Regions from separate parts of the Oryctolagus cuniculus genome. Here region 2 is linked to region 1. A link is a contact called in public Micro-C data. All regions are on one chromosome and are shown on one strand. The core of a region is the stretch at or near the end of the contact, and the rest is flanking DNA. Distances in the headings are between cores, read along the strand shown. Region 1 overlaps RCL1 (RNA terminal phosphate cyclase like 1). Region 2 holds the start of JAK2 (Janus kinase 2).

What was found. Hi-C and Micro-C count contacts between places; a contact is called where the count stands out from the background.
Region 2: a contact with region 1 is called in a Micro-C map of ear pinna, with 4 times the contacts expected there. The contact joins the promoter of JAK2 here to the enhancer-like site in region 1. A contact is called at or near these places in 2 of 6 Hi-C or Micro-C datasets (ear pinna and an unstated tissue).

What each region holds. Positions count from the first base shown.
Region 1 is chr1:167,495,576-167,502,921 of mOryCun1.1, forward strand. All of the region lies in intron 8 of RCL1 (RNA terminal phosphate cyclase like 1), which reads left to right. Among named protein-coding and RNA genes, the nearest start is that of MIR101-2, 5.0 kb to the left of the region's middle. Within about 2 kb of position 4,701, at least 2 of the 8 cell types and tissues checked have an H3K27ac peak or open chromatin away from gene starts, as enhancers often do. A contact at or near this core is called in ear pinna, where this site is marked.
Region 2 is chr1:167,674,764-167,682,109 of mOryCun1.1, forward strand. It overlaps JAK2 (Janus kinase 2), which reads left to right and starts at 3,238. Exons shown (of 25, transcript XM_051846028.2): 1 at 3,238-3,750; 2 at 4,115-4,232.

The DNA of each region.
Region 1 (7,346 bases), core at 3,451-5,950:
GCATTTATTTTTGTGTGCAATTAAAGTCATAGAAATGCTTTATGAAACCTCAGGTTTCTAAAGAAAACCAGAAGCAAGACCCTCCTTGTTGCTTTTTTTCCTAAATGTGTGTCTTCTGGCAATTTGCACATGTTTTGATTTGCATAAATAGCTTTGTGAATGTTTATTTGCAATGTTGGCTTAAGAAGGAGTTTTTTCTTTCAGCATTGCTTTCAAAGCCCTTTTGGAAAGTGAGGGTCTCAGTGTCTCTCTGTTTTCCTCTTCTCACCGTCTTACTTCAGGTACCACTGTTGCCCATTTTCAGTGCTGCTTGAGAGGGTCCATCTGTATGTATGAGTGAAATTCTCCAGCAAGGGCAGAGAAAATTTTTTTCCAGTAAAGTAAAATAGTATTGGATGTGGGGAGCAACTGAGACTAGACTAAGTTACTGGAACTAAGACTAACACTATGCATCTGATCTCCCACAATATGGCGCTGAGAGGGAGCAAACAATTTCTATGCAGCTGCCTCACCAATTTGACTAACAAGTGGCAGGAGCTGATCCTGCTCCTGATTGGAGGAGAGCAGCGTGCTCAGCGTGTGGGCAGCAGAGCATGGATTGGTGGAAGAGGACTGTAAAGGAAGAGAGAGACACTATGCCCTGGGGAAACATCTGAGGAACATCTGAGCAGCCCCTGAGAGAGCCGGCTGCTGGTGTGCCGCTCCTCCGCGGAAGCGGGGAAAGTGGCGGGCTGCCGCCCTTCCGTGGAGGTGGGGTGGGGAGGGGGGGCCCGGCAGCTAACCCGGGACGGTGTCCTTCCTCTGCGAGTGAGGGAACGGCAGCTAACCTGGGAAGGGCCGGGCAGAGAGAACAGCGCAGGGTCCGGTGTCGTTCCTCCGCAAATGGGGGAGCGACAATTGGATAACATGCTGGGGTGTGGAGAATCCGTTTCTGTTAAATTTATCGAGTTCCTTTTCTTTTCTTTTCTTTTTTTTTTTTTAACAGCCAGACTGAATTTATTCAGAGGAAATAAATTCATAGATACTGAGGTGTTTTTTTTGTTTGTTTTTAAGGTAGTTTACATTTGGTGACATTGGTTTTACCCTTTCCTCAAAAAGTTTAATTTTACAGCTTGTGAAGGATTCACGCTTATTTTATTTAAAGTTGAATTAACGTAAAGAAAACAGTATGTATTACAAGCATCTCCAATGGCACATTCAGAAATTGTGAAAGGATCCCGGGGTGACTGGAGTTCCCCGTGTTCTCTCAGTGCACAAGCCCTGGGGTGCAGCCTACCTGGGCTGCAGTTCTGACTCTTCATGGGGCTACCAGGAGATCGTGGACTTGATATTTTATGTGTCTGAACCTCAGTCTCACCTCTAGATAAGGGGACTACTCCTGAAGTCATAGAGGTGGCCGAGACGGAGCCATGCTTAAATGAGGTCAAGCATTCATTGCTCGTGGCAAGGCCCAGTTAGTGCTGCATGCTCAGGATCCTTTCTGGACACCCCCTTGCCCTACCCTAGTCCATTCTCTTAGGTCACTCTGACCATCAGGAGGCCTGATAAACGCTTGTGGGGAGATTGTATGCCTGCGTAAAGATGTGACTGAGTTCCTCCTGCCACATAGCTGAATAAGCTACACATATTTATAATGCCCAAGAATTGTGTAAAGTAGGCGTTCATTTAACAAACAGTGTTTACTATGTGCCAGATACTGTCTTAAGCTTTTCAGTCATTTAGTTTGCATCGTTACCCAGTGAGGATAGGAAAGGTGGACACTGATACTGTCTACCTTACAGGTGATGGAATCGAGGCCCAGAGAGATCAGGTTGTGCACAGAAAGTCAGGGTCACACAGACAGTAAGTGGGGTTCAGACCCAGACAGTTTCACACAGAGCCGCTGCTTCCCTCAACCACTGTGCTCTTCTGTAAGAATTGGGGTTCTGTGTAGGTCGCTGGACTCCCTGCTACCTTACCTGAGGCAGGATGCCAGAGAGTCCTCATTTGTTGTGGAATACTCTCCTTCTATCTTTGTTGGAGTCTGAAATACACCATGCTGCTTGTTTGTTTTCGGACTTCAGTAATTTGAGGAAGGGCTGGGGAGTTGGAGGCTACTTGTTCAACACCCACCAAGTGGGGCTTCTGGGCTCAGCCAGTCTGAAGATGGGTAAGATAATGAATGCACAGGAAAACAGTGGCCTGCTGCTTCCGAGGTCCAGTGTCGTCACAGGTGTCTGGGAGCTCACACAGCATTGCTCCACCTTAAAATCTGGGAAGTGCTTTCAGTGCTGCATAGCCCTGTCATCTGTGCTAAGTTAGATCCTAGCACAGAACGTCTGTGGGAAAATGGGATTGAAAGGAATGTTTATTTGGGGGCAAGGACATCTTGAAATTCATGTTTAATTTTTGCAGAAGACACATTTTCCGTGAACTTTTTGAAGATCTCTCATATTTGGCATGTTGTAAAAGTGACACCTAACTTTTCAGATGAAGAAGAAAGGCCAGTGACCTGCTCATAGTGACTTTCTGTGGAAATTCAGCTGGGATTCCCATCCCTCAGTGGTGCAGCCAGCCTGGTTCCCTGTTTCCTGCTGCCTCTGTAACCTAATTTAATAACTTCCTGGTCAACTAGGCTTTGGAAAAGCTGCTTTTCAGCAGATAATTTTTTTCACCGATATATTTTAATTTGCGGCTTGGTCATGGCTAGGGGGACCAGAGTTGAGCAGATTATTTTCTTACCCTGAGATCTTCCCCTTCAACTTCTGGGTGGCTTGGTGGGGCAATAGGCAGGGCCCTGTGTCATGGTTGTGTCAGCGGGATCTGCCGAAGAGTGTTCCCTCCATAACTGCTCTCACTCCACTCTGTCACATGCTTCCAAAGGGGAACCTACTGAGAGGGGCCTGGGCTTGGGGCTGGGGCCCAGGGCTGCTGGGATGCAGTGGGCAGATGGCTGTGAACTTCATGGCTCTTCCTTGCTGGTCTGCAGCAGCAGTAGGAACAACCCACCTTTCGAAAATACAAAGGAAAAATTATCTTCATCCTCTGCAATTCTCTGAAAACTGTCAGATGGACTGGGGGCTTTCGTTGAAGAGTCAATTGTTTTTGTTGTTTGGTTTTTTCCAAATAAATTACTTTGTCCTGAGAAAAATAAAAAGATTCCCTGTAGATGCATTTTTCCAGGTGGGGAGTTAACATCCTTCACAAAGCGCGTCTGGAGCCCCTGTTGCTGCAGTGCTTCATCTGAAAAGCTGCCAGTTCTGAGTGTGCGTGTCTGCTGAGGGTCAGAGTAGTCCTCACTTTGCCATCCGTCGGCCTGTGCTGGCTGTTTGGCTGTGCAGTTTTACCTGTAGTGCTGTGGAAGAAAGGCAAGGATTGTGAGCTTGGAAGGTGGTCCCCTTGAGGAGCTGCTGCCGTGCACAGCTGTGGGGCTGTGGAGAAGGCTGAGCATCAGCTCTGGACAAGACATTGTTCAATGGAACAGACAAGGGTACCTCACAAAGTTCGTGGAAAGGCACCGGCATCACGGCTCAGCTAATTAAGCCACTGCTTGTGACTCCCATATCGCAGTGCCTGGGTTTGAGTCCTGCCTCCACTTCTGATCCAACGTCCTGCTCATATGCACCCTGGGAGGCAGTAGATGATGGCTCAAGTACTTGAGTCCATACCAATCATGTGGGAGAACCGGATGAAGTTCATAACTCCTGGCTTTGACCTGGGCCAGCCCCAATTGTTGTAGGCATTTGAGATGTGAACCAGTGGATGGAAGATCTCTTTTCTCTCTCTGTCTCTCTCTTCCTCTCCCTCTGTCTCCTTTGCTCTGCCTGTCAAATAAGTAAACATTTTTTAAAATTCATTGGAAAATAGAATTAAAAGATAAGTTTAGGGACAGGTGTTTGACCTAGTAAAGATGCCTGCATCCCACATCAGATTGCTTGGCTTTGAGTCTTGGGTCCTGTCTGAATTCCACCTTCCTGCTAATATGCACCCTGAGAGGCAGCAGGTGATGGTTCAAGTAGTTGGGTCTTGTCACCCACATGGGAAACCCGAATTGAATTCCCAGCTTTGCCCTGGCCATATGTAGGCATTTGGGAGTGAATTAGTGTAATGGGGGTGCCCTCTCCTCTCTCTCCCTGTTTGCCTCTCAAACAAATACATTTTGAAAGTTTGTGGAAAATGCATATTATGAAAAAACTATGCGTGGATTAAATTTTTTTTTGCAGTGAAATAAACTTAGCTGTTAATTTCATTTTCTGTGAACTTTTGGAAATACCCCTGTAGATACAGGGAGAGTTTGTTTTCCTTTAGTTTTCATTTTCTTAAGAAAGCTGTTTATTGGGATTTAATATCATCTGTGGTTGTTTCTCAGCTTCTGAGCATTTTTGCTTTTTAGTATCCAGCTATTGCTAACAAAGGGAGAACCGGGTTGGAGGTGGGGAAAGATTCTGAAATGTACCTTAATCCAGTCTTGTATACAGTCTTCTCCAGAAAGGCCAAAGGGCTGGCAGAACATTATGTGAAAAATGGACCTGAATTTGCTTTTTCTAACTGTTCCAAAGGCTACAAATACCTGACAGCTGCAAATATGTGGGCCTGCACACTCATGCCTTGTGTTTCTCCCATCCTTTTTTCTCCAAGAGATCGGAAGCCAGCTGAGGCCCCTTAGGAGTTGTGCCAGCTGGGAGTGTATTTGGGTTTTCCAGCACAGTTGAATGATTCAGAATGAAGTAGGCTGGGTGAGGCCTTGGGAGCAGTGTGTGCCCCAGGCCTGTGTAAGTTCTAGGCAGCAGCACCAGAGAACAAGATGTTTCTTCCTTAGAATACAGCTGAGTGGGTGAGATGGCTGGCTTTGTCTGTCCTGCTGCTAGCTACAAGCCTTGCCTGAAGATGTGGACTGTTTACCTATGGGTTTGATGTGTTTTTCTTTTTTTCCCTAGGACAGGGTGGGGGAGGTAGTGGGATAGATGGAGAGCAAAAAAAGGGGGAAACAGGGAAAAATTCATTTGGCTCATGAGACTGGAAAGCCAGCAGGGGGAGAACTGACTTCCCTTAATTGCAAAGTATATTGGAGTCTTTTCTCAAGATTACCCCTAACGCCTACATTTATTCCATGTGTATTTCTTGAAGGCCTTTATATATATAGTGACAGAAAGTCATTGCCCTTGAGGGGCTTGTAACTTGCCCATGTGGAAAGACCAGTTATTGCAACATGAAACACCAGCATTTACTTAAATACCATAAGCAGAGAAGGCCATGGAAACCTATAGGGGAGAGAAATATCTCATGGGGTAGGGATTATTGGTTGGCATGGCTTTGTAGAAGATTGACAAATGGGATGGTATTTTTTTTTTTTTTTTGGATAGGCAGAGTTAGTGAGAGAGACAGAGAGAAAGGTCCTCCTTCCATTGGTTCACCCCCTAAATGGCCGCCTTGGCCAGTGCGCTGTGCTGATTCGAAGCCAGGAGCCAGGTGCCTCCTCCTGGTCTCCCATGCGGGTGCAGGGGCCCAAGCACTTGGACCATCCTCCACTGCCCTCCCAGGCCACAGCAGAGAGCTGGACTGGAAGAGGAGCAACCAGGGCCAGAACCTGGCGCCCATATGGGATGCCGGCGCTGCAGGCAGAGAATTAACCAAATGAGCCATGGCACTGGCCCCGGGATGGTATTTTAAGGATGAAGACGAAACTGCACATTCCTAGGTGGGAGAGAAAGCTAAGAAGAGGGCGATTTTCCTGTGCACAAGCAGCATTGGCCTGAGCATATGCTCTCCAGGTGGCTGCCGCTAGCCTCACAGCCCTGGAGAGCTGAGGTTTTAACCACATTGCCATTGGCCCTGCTTCTTGTTGCCTTTTCTTTCCTTTGACTGGATCAGTGCTCTAAGGACAGAGGGCTGGGAGCCAGTGCAGGATTCAGTGCAGGAGACTTTATATAGTGTTTAGTAAACACTGGGAAAAGGGTGGGAGCCAGAATCAGGATGTTCTCTTTAAGGTCACAAATATGTATTTATTTTAAGCAGTTTTATTGAGATACAGTTCACATGCCCAACTACCAGTTTAGTGTTTAAACCAATGCACTGGAAAGCCAAGACTGTGGCAAAAATTATCCTACATGGAGGATGTCTGTGAGACCTCAGTGGAAAGAAAGGGCCATCAAAGAAGGATTTACTTTTTTCTGAAAGGAGGAGAGAGCGTCCACTTTGCTTATGGCCGTGTCTAAATACTGATGGAGTCTGTGGTCGCAAAAGGCTTCCATAGCCTTGGCAGCCCATGGCAAGAGACTCCGGTGATCACTGACACCATAAATAAGAGTGTGTCTCCCACATACTTGGGCTATCCTCCCCTGCTTTCCCAGGTGCATTAGCAGTGAGCTGGATCTGAAGTGGAGCAGCTGGGACTTGAACTGGCATTCATAAGGGATGCCAGTACTGCAGGTGGCAGCTTAACCTGCTATGCTTTATATCAGTGCTGGGCCCCCCCCCCCCCATGTGATCTTTTGATACATGGGTACATTGTAGACTGTTCAATTAGTAAATAGATCTATCTTCTTGAATGTTTAACACTTTCTTTATGATGAAACATTCAGAGTCCTACCTTACAGTTTTTTAAAATAGAGAGATAGTATGTATTATCTTGTCACCCTACTGTGCAATAGAATCCCAGAACTTCTTACTCCCATTTAGTTATAACTTAGTATCAGTTAATCAAACCTTTCCTTATCACTGCCAACCCTATTCCCTCCTCAACCTCTGGTATAGATTTATTTATTTTATTTGAAAGTCACAGTTACAGAGAGAGGGAGAGTTTGGAGAGAGAGAGGTATCTTTCATACACTGGCTAATTCCCTAGATGGCTGCAATGGCCAGGACTGAACCAGGCTGAAGCCAGGAGCCAGAAGCTTCATTCAGGTTACCCATGTGAGTGACAGAGGACCAAGTACTTGGACCGTCTTCTGCATTTCTCCTGCCATTAACATGGAACTGGATTGGAAGTGGAGCAGCTAGGACATGAACTGGTGCCCATATGGGATGCCAGTTTATAGGCAGTGGCTTAACCTACATCACAGTGCCAGCCCACTGTTACACTTTTAACTTCTACGAGATCACTTTTTTTTTTTTTTTTTTGACAGGCAGAGTAGACAGTGAGAGAGAGAGAGAGAAAGGTCTTCCTTTTGCCGTTGGTTCACCCTCCAATGGCCACTGCGGCCGGCGTGCTGCGGCTGGCACACCGCGCCTATCCAATGGCAGGAGCCAGGTACTTATCCTGGTCTCCCATGGGGTGCAGGGCCCAAGCACTTGGGCCATCCTCCACTGTACTCCCGGGCCATAGCAGAGAGCTGGCCTGGAAGAGGGGCAACCGGGACAGAATCCGG
Region 2 (7,346 bases), core at 1,988-4,487, 180 kb after region 1:
GGCTGCGGCGGCCATTGGAGGGTGAACCAATGGCAAAGGAAGACCTTTGTCTCTCTCTCACTGTCCACTCTGCCTGTCAAAAAAAAAAAAAAAAGTACTTAAGAACTTAAAAAAGATATAGAAGCCAAGGCCCATCTTACATTTAGTGGATCAAAGTCTTGTTAGGTGCGTTTGGGAGTGATAGGAACACTGCTGCTATGCCTCACTATGGTGGAAGCAGTGTTACAGCAGACCCTACACACATTTGGTAACTACCTGTTAATTTTTCTCTCTTGGGTCTGACCATACAATCAGTTCTGAATCTAAGTGTGTTATCATGCAGCTCGCATTTTTTTGTTTTTCCATATTGCATGAATGTTATGAAAGACTTGGTCAAATTCCTTGAAATTGTCTTTTACCATTATCAAAGAATAGAGGAAACTTCCTGAGGTGTTTGCCCTGGGGAGCAAATTTCTACCAGGAGAGTCGCTACCAGAAATCACATAAAGAACTCAAACATTCTTTAAGACACAGACTGGAAGAAGCTCAACATTTCAGGGTAACTCAGACTTACAATCTTAGTGAGGAGAGAGGCTTTCACTGTCTGAATGACACTAGAAAAGTTACTTTATCTTTCTGTGTTGACAGATCATTTCTTAATCTAATAGGCTTATGGATAATATATTTCCCTTATCCACCTTGTCTTCCATACCCAAATCTCTAACATTTAAAAAAGGACAGGTGTTTAGTGTGGTGATGAATATGTCACATGGGATAACTATATCCCATATTAGAGTGCTTGGGTTCAAGACCCAGCTCCCCTTCCATTTCCAGCTTTCTGCTAATGCACCCTGGAAGGCAGTAGGTGATGGTTTAAGTACTAAAGTCCCTGACACCCACATGGGAGATGTGGATTGAGTTCCTAGCTCCTGGCTTTGGCTTGGCAAAGCTCCAGCTGTTGTGGGCATTTGGGGAGTTAACCAGAAGATGGAAGATCTGTATGTCTCTCTTTCAAAGAAAAACAATAAAAAGACTACCTTCCTCCACAAAATATAATCAATGTTTACCAGTTACAAATAACTTCTCCATGCAAGCCAGCTGTGGGCAGTAACAGATAGCGTGCCTAGTTGAATAATACATCATTACAAAATAATAGAAACAACACTTTTAAAAAAGATTTATTTATTTATTTGAAAGTCAAATTTACATACAGAGAAGGAGAGATAGACCAGGCTGGGGGGATGGGAGGTTTGGGGAGAGAGACAGAGAGAAAGAGGTCTTCCATTGCTGATTCACTTCTCAGGTGGCCACAATGGCCAGGGTTGAGACAGGCCTAAGCCCGGAGCCAGGAGCTTCATCAGGGTCTCCCACATGCATGTTAGGGGCCCAAGTTCTTGGGCCATTTTCTGTTGCTTTTCCCAGGCCATAGCAGAGAGTTGGATTGGAAGTAGAGCAGCCAGGACATGAACCAGTACCCATATGGGATGCTGGTGTAGCAGGTAGTGGGCTTTTGCTATAAGTGCAGAAACAGCACTTACTATAATAGATGCTTTTGCATTATTTCTAAATTATTTGGCTTTCTACAACAGGTATTTTTTTTTCTCCTCACAAAAGGTAAATATTCCATCTCTACAGTTCTTATGCTTTTCATTTTCAACGTGACTTTAAGATCAGCTTCAATACTTTGGGTGAGTTTTTGTTCTAGCTTTTACCTCCATGACCGTTTTTGTTTGCAAGAAAAGGGCTGTTGGTAATTTCAGTCTTCATATTCCAGTCAGATTTCAGATTTGCCACTGAAATAGGAGTCACAACTCCTATTTCTAATTTTTTTTTAAAGAAGAAATTTCTGGCATATTTCACCTCTAAGACTGTAGCTGTAGGAATGCAATTTCTCTGTAAATCCCTCCACCTTAGGGAGAAAACAACAGTTTCAGTCGATTGTTTATTTTAAAGGAGTCAGCATGAATTCATCTGCTCAAAGGCCTTTTGCAATGGGCCTTATGTAAGACTTTAGTGAATTTAATAAGGAAATCATTTAACCCAAAGAGAGACCTGAATAGCTGCATCATGTGTGTATGGGGGAAGCAGCACCTGTAAATACATCACTCCCTTCAGGTTGACAGGAGGGCTACTAAGTGAGAGAGGCCCCACGCCGTCTGGTTCCAGGCTACTTCTTTAACCTCGTCTCTTGCCACTGCCTCATCTTTCACTGCCCTCCAGCCACAGTGACAGCTTTCCTGGTCCCTGAATTTGCCAAACACGTTCCCTTTTCAGCATGTCTTTGCTAGTACCCCAGCCTGAAACTTTTCCAGGAGTGTCACAGGACTGGCTCATTTTCAACCTTTCCATCTCTGCTCAAAGTCGCAAACTCTAGGAGGTCGTGCCTGGCCACTGTAAAAGACCACACTCCCCTCACTTAATGCTCCATTGTGTTGTATTTTCTCGGTGACAATTGCACATCTAGCATATTACACACTTAAAACCTTTCTTTCTATTTTGTCTTCTGTCAGAAGGCAGAACAGCAAGGAACATGCAGGTTGTTTACCTAGTGTCTCCGGGGTCTACAGTCCAGTACCTAGCAGGCGCTCAGTAATTGAGTGAATGAGGATCTTTGGGAAAGTGGAAGTGGTTCGCTGGGCCTGGCTGCCAACCTGCAGGCTGCTGAGCACCTCATCCCACCCTCGCTCCTTTCCAGCAGTGGTGGCTGGAGTCAAGCCATTGGGATTTCATTGCCGCTAAATGGCGCGTGGGCGCGCATTCCTGCAGCCCGGGCGCCTCTTCCCCTGGGCCCAGCGGCCCGCGCTGGGAAAGAACAGGTCTGCAATACCCGGAACATGGAAGCGAAAGCTGAAAGGGGATGACGGTATACGGGTGGGGAAAGTCTCCGTGCGGAGGCAGCCCGGCCTCCTCCGGGCCCAGGCTGCTTGCAGGGGGCGCCTTCCAGGCCCGGCTGACTCATTCCCAGCCGCCTCCACGGCGGGCGGCGGCCACACACACGCCCTTCTAGGGAGGGCCCAGCGCCGGCACAGAGCCTCTGCGGGGCTCCAGGCTCAGCGGGCCTTGGCCACCTCCATTTCCTCGCGCGCTCATGCCCAGTGGCTGCCCTGAAAATCTCCACGGGAGTCCACCGGCTCCCCGGGAGGCCACAGCACGGAGGGCCACAACCCGGTCAGGCCCGCGGCGCGCGCGGGGAAGAAGGGCGGCGCACGCGCAGTCCCGGGCGCGCGTCCCGCGCCCTCCCCCGCCCGGCTCGCCGGCGGCCTCAGTCCGCCACCCACAGGCTGCCTGACTAGAGGCCGGCTGGGAGGCTGAGGCCGACGCAGAGTCCAAGCCTGTGTCGCCAACGGCGCTGAGAAGACGGTGTGGCCTGGGAGAGGGTGGAGACTACGGCCGTGACGGGCTTCCCGGCTGCCCTAAGTGGGAGTGGTGTGGGCTGCAGGAAGGAGAGAGGAAGAGGAGCAGAAGGGGGCAGCAGCGGCCGCGGCTAACGGCCTTCCGCGGCGCTGACTGGCTGGGCCGGCGCCCGGCTCTTTCGGGAGTTCGCGCCTCCGCCTCTGCCCCCTTGGCACCTCTGGCCCCCGGGCCCCGGCTTGCGGCGCACGTCGTTCGGAGGGCTGCCGCGGCACAAGAAGAGGCCTGGTCCCTGCCGTCCAGGGATGTGAGTGGGAGCCGAGCCCGCACGGGAGGGCCCCCGAGGACCCAGCCTGGCGGGCGCTCGGACCCGTGCCCACTCTGGGGGCTTCGCAGACCTGGGCCAGCCTGAGACGCCGGGTAAGAGCAGCCCCTGCGAGCTTGGGGGCGCGCCCTCGTCGCCTGGTCCGTGCAGCCGGTGGGTGTTATCGCTGCCCGGCCTTTGGATGGGAGCACCAGTTATCTCCCCTACCCTTTCCCTCCTCCCGATCCCCGCCTTTCCCCTGCTAGAGGCGGTAAACTTCTATACCAGAAAATCTTTCTCGTTAAGGCGAAACCCAGAAAGGAGTATCTTGGTTGCTGTTTGCATCCTGTCTGCCTTATTACTCCTCCCCCCTTACCTAGCCCTCTTAAAATTTCTAGACATCTTAGCCTAGAAAGGAGCATCTCTTTCTCCTGGGTTTCTGCGGTAGTAACTGCTTTATTATTATTATTATTATTTTAGGTTTCAGAAGCAGGCAACGGGAACAAGATGTGAACTGTTTGCCTTCTGCAGAAGGAAAAGAGGCCCTTCCTCCGCCTCCGACGGTTCGCGATCCTGGCTGCTGGGCTTCATCGCCTCGGTGAGGGCGAGGGTGTCGTGAGCCGAGTGCGTGCGTAGGAAGGCTGCGAGCGTGTGAGACGAGCAGGGCGCTGCGCTTACTCCTCTGACAATGGCAGTGCTGAACTTTCAGTGTTACTTTGGGAGAGGATTTTGGGGTGTTGATCGTTGCTACATTCCTTGTAGGTTTTACAAGTAATGGGGCTTTTCAGGCGAAAATAAAATGTTGTCCCTTAACCTTTCTCCTCCAGCAGCCAGAAATTCTTTATTCTTTCAAAGAGGAAGAAATGCTGTTGAGAGAACATGTTAGCTGTTCTTACTGGGGTTCTTGCTACCACATTGAATGCTTCCTGGATGGTTTTATCTGCCTCCGCTTGCTGTGTCGGTTGAATTTACCCAGTTTGTTTTCCGGTGGTTATTCATCTGCCAGGGGAAACTCCTTTTCTTTGAATGAAAGGATAAGAGTGACTGAGTATGTCATAGAGGGGCGGAGAAATGTGGAGAAGGAAACCAGAAGTGGGAATAAGGGAGATGACAATCACTTTTGGTTTCATAATAGCTTTGGGAAAGTGAGTTGTTGGGTTCCTGAAGATGTTCTGATGTAACACCCAGCAGATTGGGAGATGAATAATCACCTTTTTGACCTCTCTTCCCCCATCTGCCTTACTTTTTACCACTGCAGATGTGAGAGTCACTTGCTTCTGTGAGCTTATTTGTTGGCATACAAACTAGATGTATTCATAGTACATGTGTTTATCTGTACAGGAAAACTGTGTTTGTTGGCTAGGTAAGCATATAATACTTGGTTTTGCCCTAACTGAATGTCTTAAGTTTGTAGTTTATAACACGTTTAAATATTTGGTTTTGCCCTAACTGAATGTCTTGGGTTTATAGTTTATAATGTGTTTAAAGGACGGGTTAAGATGTAGTTTGTTTCCTTTAACACCTTTTCCTTAGTGATTTGAAACGGAGGTCTCAGGTATGGAATGGAAAACATGGTATCTTTTTTATTCACCTTCCTGTTGATGAAAGACAGGATAATTTTGAGGCAGAATAGAAAAGTGTGTTGGCTTTGGAGTAAGATATGGATTTAAGTCATGGTATTCTTGCCACTTATGAGTTGTATAATTTAAAAGTTCTTTGAACCTCACTTTTCTTAGAAGGTTGTTGTGAGGATTGAATAACATGCATGCAAAGTGGTAAATTGTTGACTACTGTGCAAGTCTTGGCTACTCTCATGACTGGCAATAGGAGATTTAGAGAAAGGCAGAATGACTCTGCTATGAGGTGATCTGCCAGAGACCAGTGTTTCTTCCTCTTTTGTATAAGAAGAAAAATAACTTTTAGATGGTGAGCAGACTAAGGGTCTTACAGTGTTTGAAAGAAAGATTTGATTCATTTCTTTTCATTGAGTCCTCTTTGTACTGCCCCTGCTTACTATTGTGCTGCCCTCTTGTGGTGAACTGTTAAGAACTTTCTTTTGCTCCTCGCCTTTTTTGGGGGGGACCTTTATAGTCCCCCTTTCTCAAACTGTGCTGATGTGCTCAGAGCACCAGTAAACTCATGCTTGAACTGTTAGTTTGAGGTAGTTCAGTTTCAGCATAATATACTGATGTTCCTTACTGCAATATCACGTCTTTATAAGGCTGTATTTTCAGAGGTTGCTCTGCTAAAAACCTACTACTGTGTGCAAATCAGTGTGGAACAGGAAATGACTGTGATAATGTCCAGTTTGAACCCAAGATTTGAGAAGTTGTATCATGCCCAACAAACCCTAAGTTGTAAGGACATGCTACATGGCTAATGAAATATCGAGGTACTTTAAAAAGTTTGTGGAAAAATGTAATTAAAATATTTTATTTTCATGCAAAATTTTTAAAAATCTATCCGTATTTTTTGGTAACGCACGTTGTCCAAGAACTTTTTGAAGATTCCCTCATATGTCTTTTTGCCAAAGTTACTAAGACACTAAGGGCTCCCTGAATGCAGATAGCTTGGGAGCCTCTGCCTTAACATTTAGTTGGCTTTTTTGATAAAATATAAATCTGGTTACAGTGGATTATGGCTTGATATATTTTTCTCTCCTATTAATATCTTTATAACTTCAGTTCTTTTATTTTGTAATTAATTCGGTTTCTTATTTCTCTTAATCAGTCACTTTTTTTTTTTTTCAGTACTGGTCTTCAGCTTCTATTTATCAATGTGTCCCAAATGACAGTCATCATTTATACCACTTAATTTCCTTCTCTCCTGGTCATATGGGTGTTAGTTTAGACATTATGTTTAAACTACTGCTTTCATTTACCTTGTATATTAACCCATACTACATGTTTACATTTCTTTTGCCTCTCATATTTCTGCTTTCCCTCCTTTACCACTCGAGCCTAGCATATTGGAAGTCAAGTCAACCTATTGGACTACAGTGTTTCTTCCCTCAGTTTTTCCTCAATAGAGATGTCACTGTAATTATTTTTATTTTAAAAAGGAACATTTACTTATTTGAAAGGCAGAGTTAAAGGGAAAGAGATGGAGAGACAGAGAGAGAGAGAGAGAGAGAGAGAGCGAGCTTTCATCTGCTGGTTCACTCCCCGGATGGTCATAACGGCTGGAGAAGTGATAGAGAAAGGTAGAAAATAGTTTAGGCCTGAAGTGATAAGGACCTGGACTTAGTGGAAATAATTCTGACTTGAGAGATGTCACAAGACTTCATTATGGGTTGGATGAAAAGGGAGGGTAGGATAAAGGAGTAATTAAAGAAGACTTCAAAGTTTGGTCCTCAATGACAGAAACTTGAAGACATCTCAGAATATCTGTACCAGTCCATGTTACATTTTGTGCATTAGAAATCTTGAGAACCAGAGAGATTTTAAAAGATGTCCAAATTACTCAATTAGTGTCAAAGGAAAAACGAATTTGATTAATGGCAGGCATGTAAGTAGTAATAGTAGATGGTTGAGGGGATCTAGACAGTTGAGGCTATATTTTTGATTTGTTGACTTTGAGGTTACAGTAAAATAGGCATGTGGAAATAGTAGAAGATATGACTAGAACTTGATAGAGAAGTTGAAATAGCATGATAGTGCTCACAGAGAAGAGTGATGGACCTGAGATTGAGTCTTGGGAATTACCCATAGTT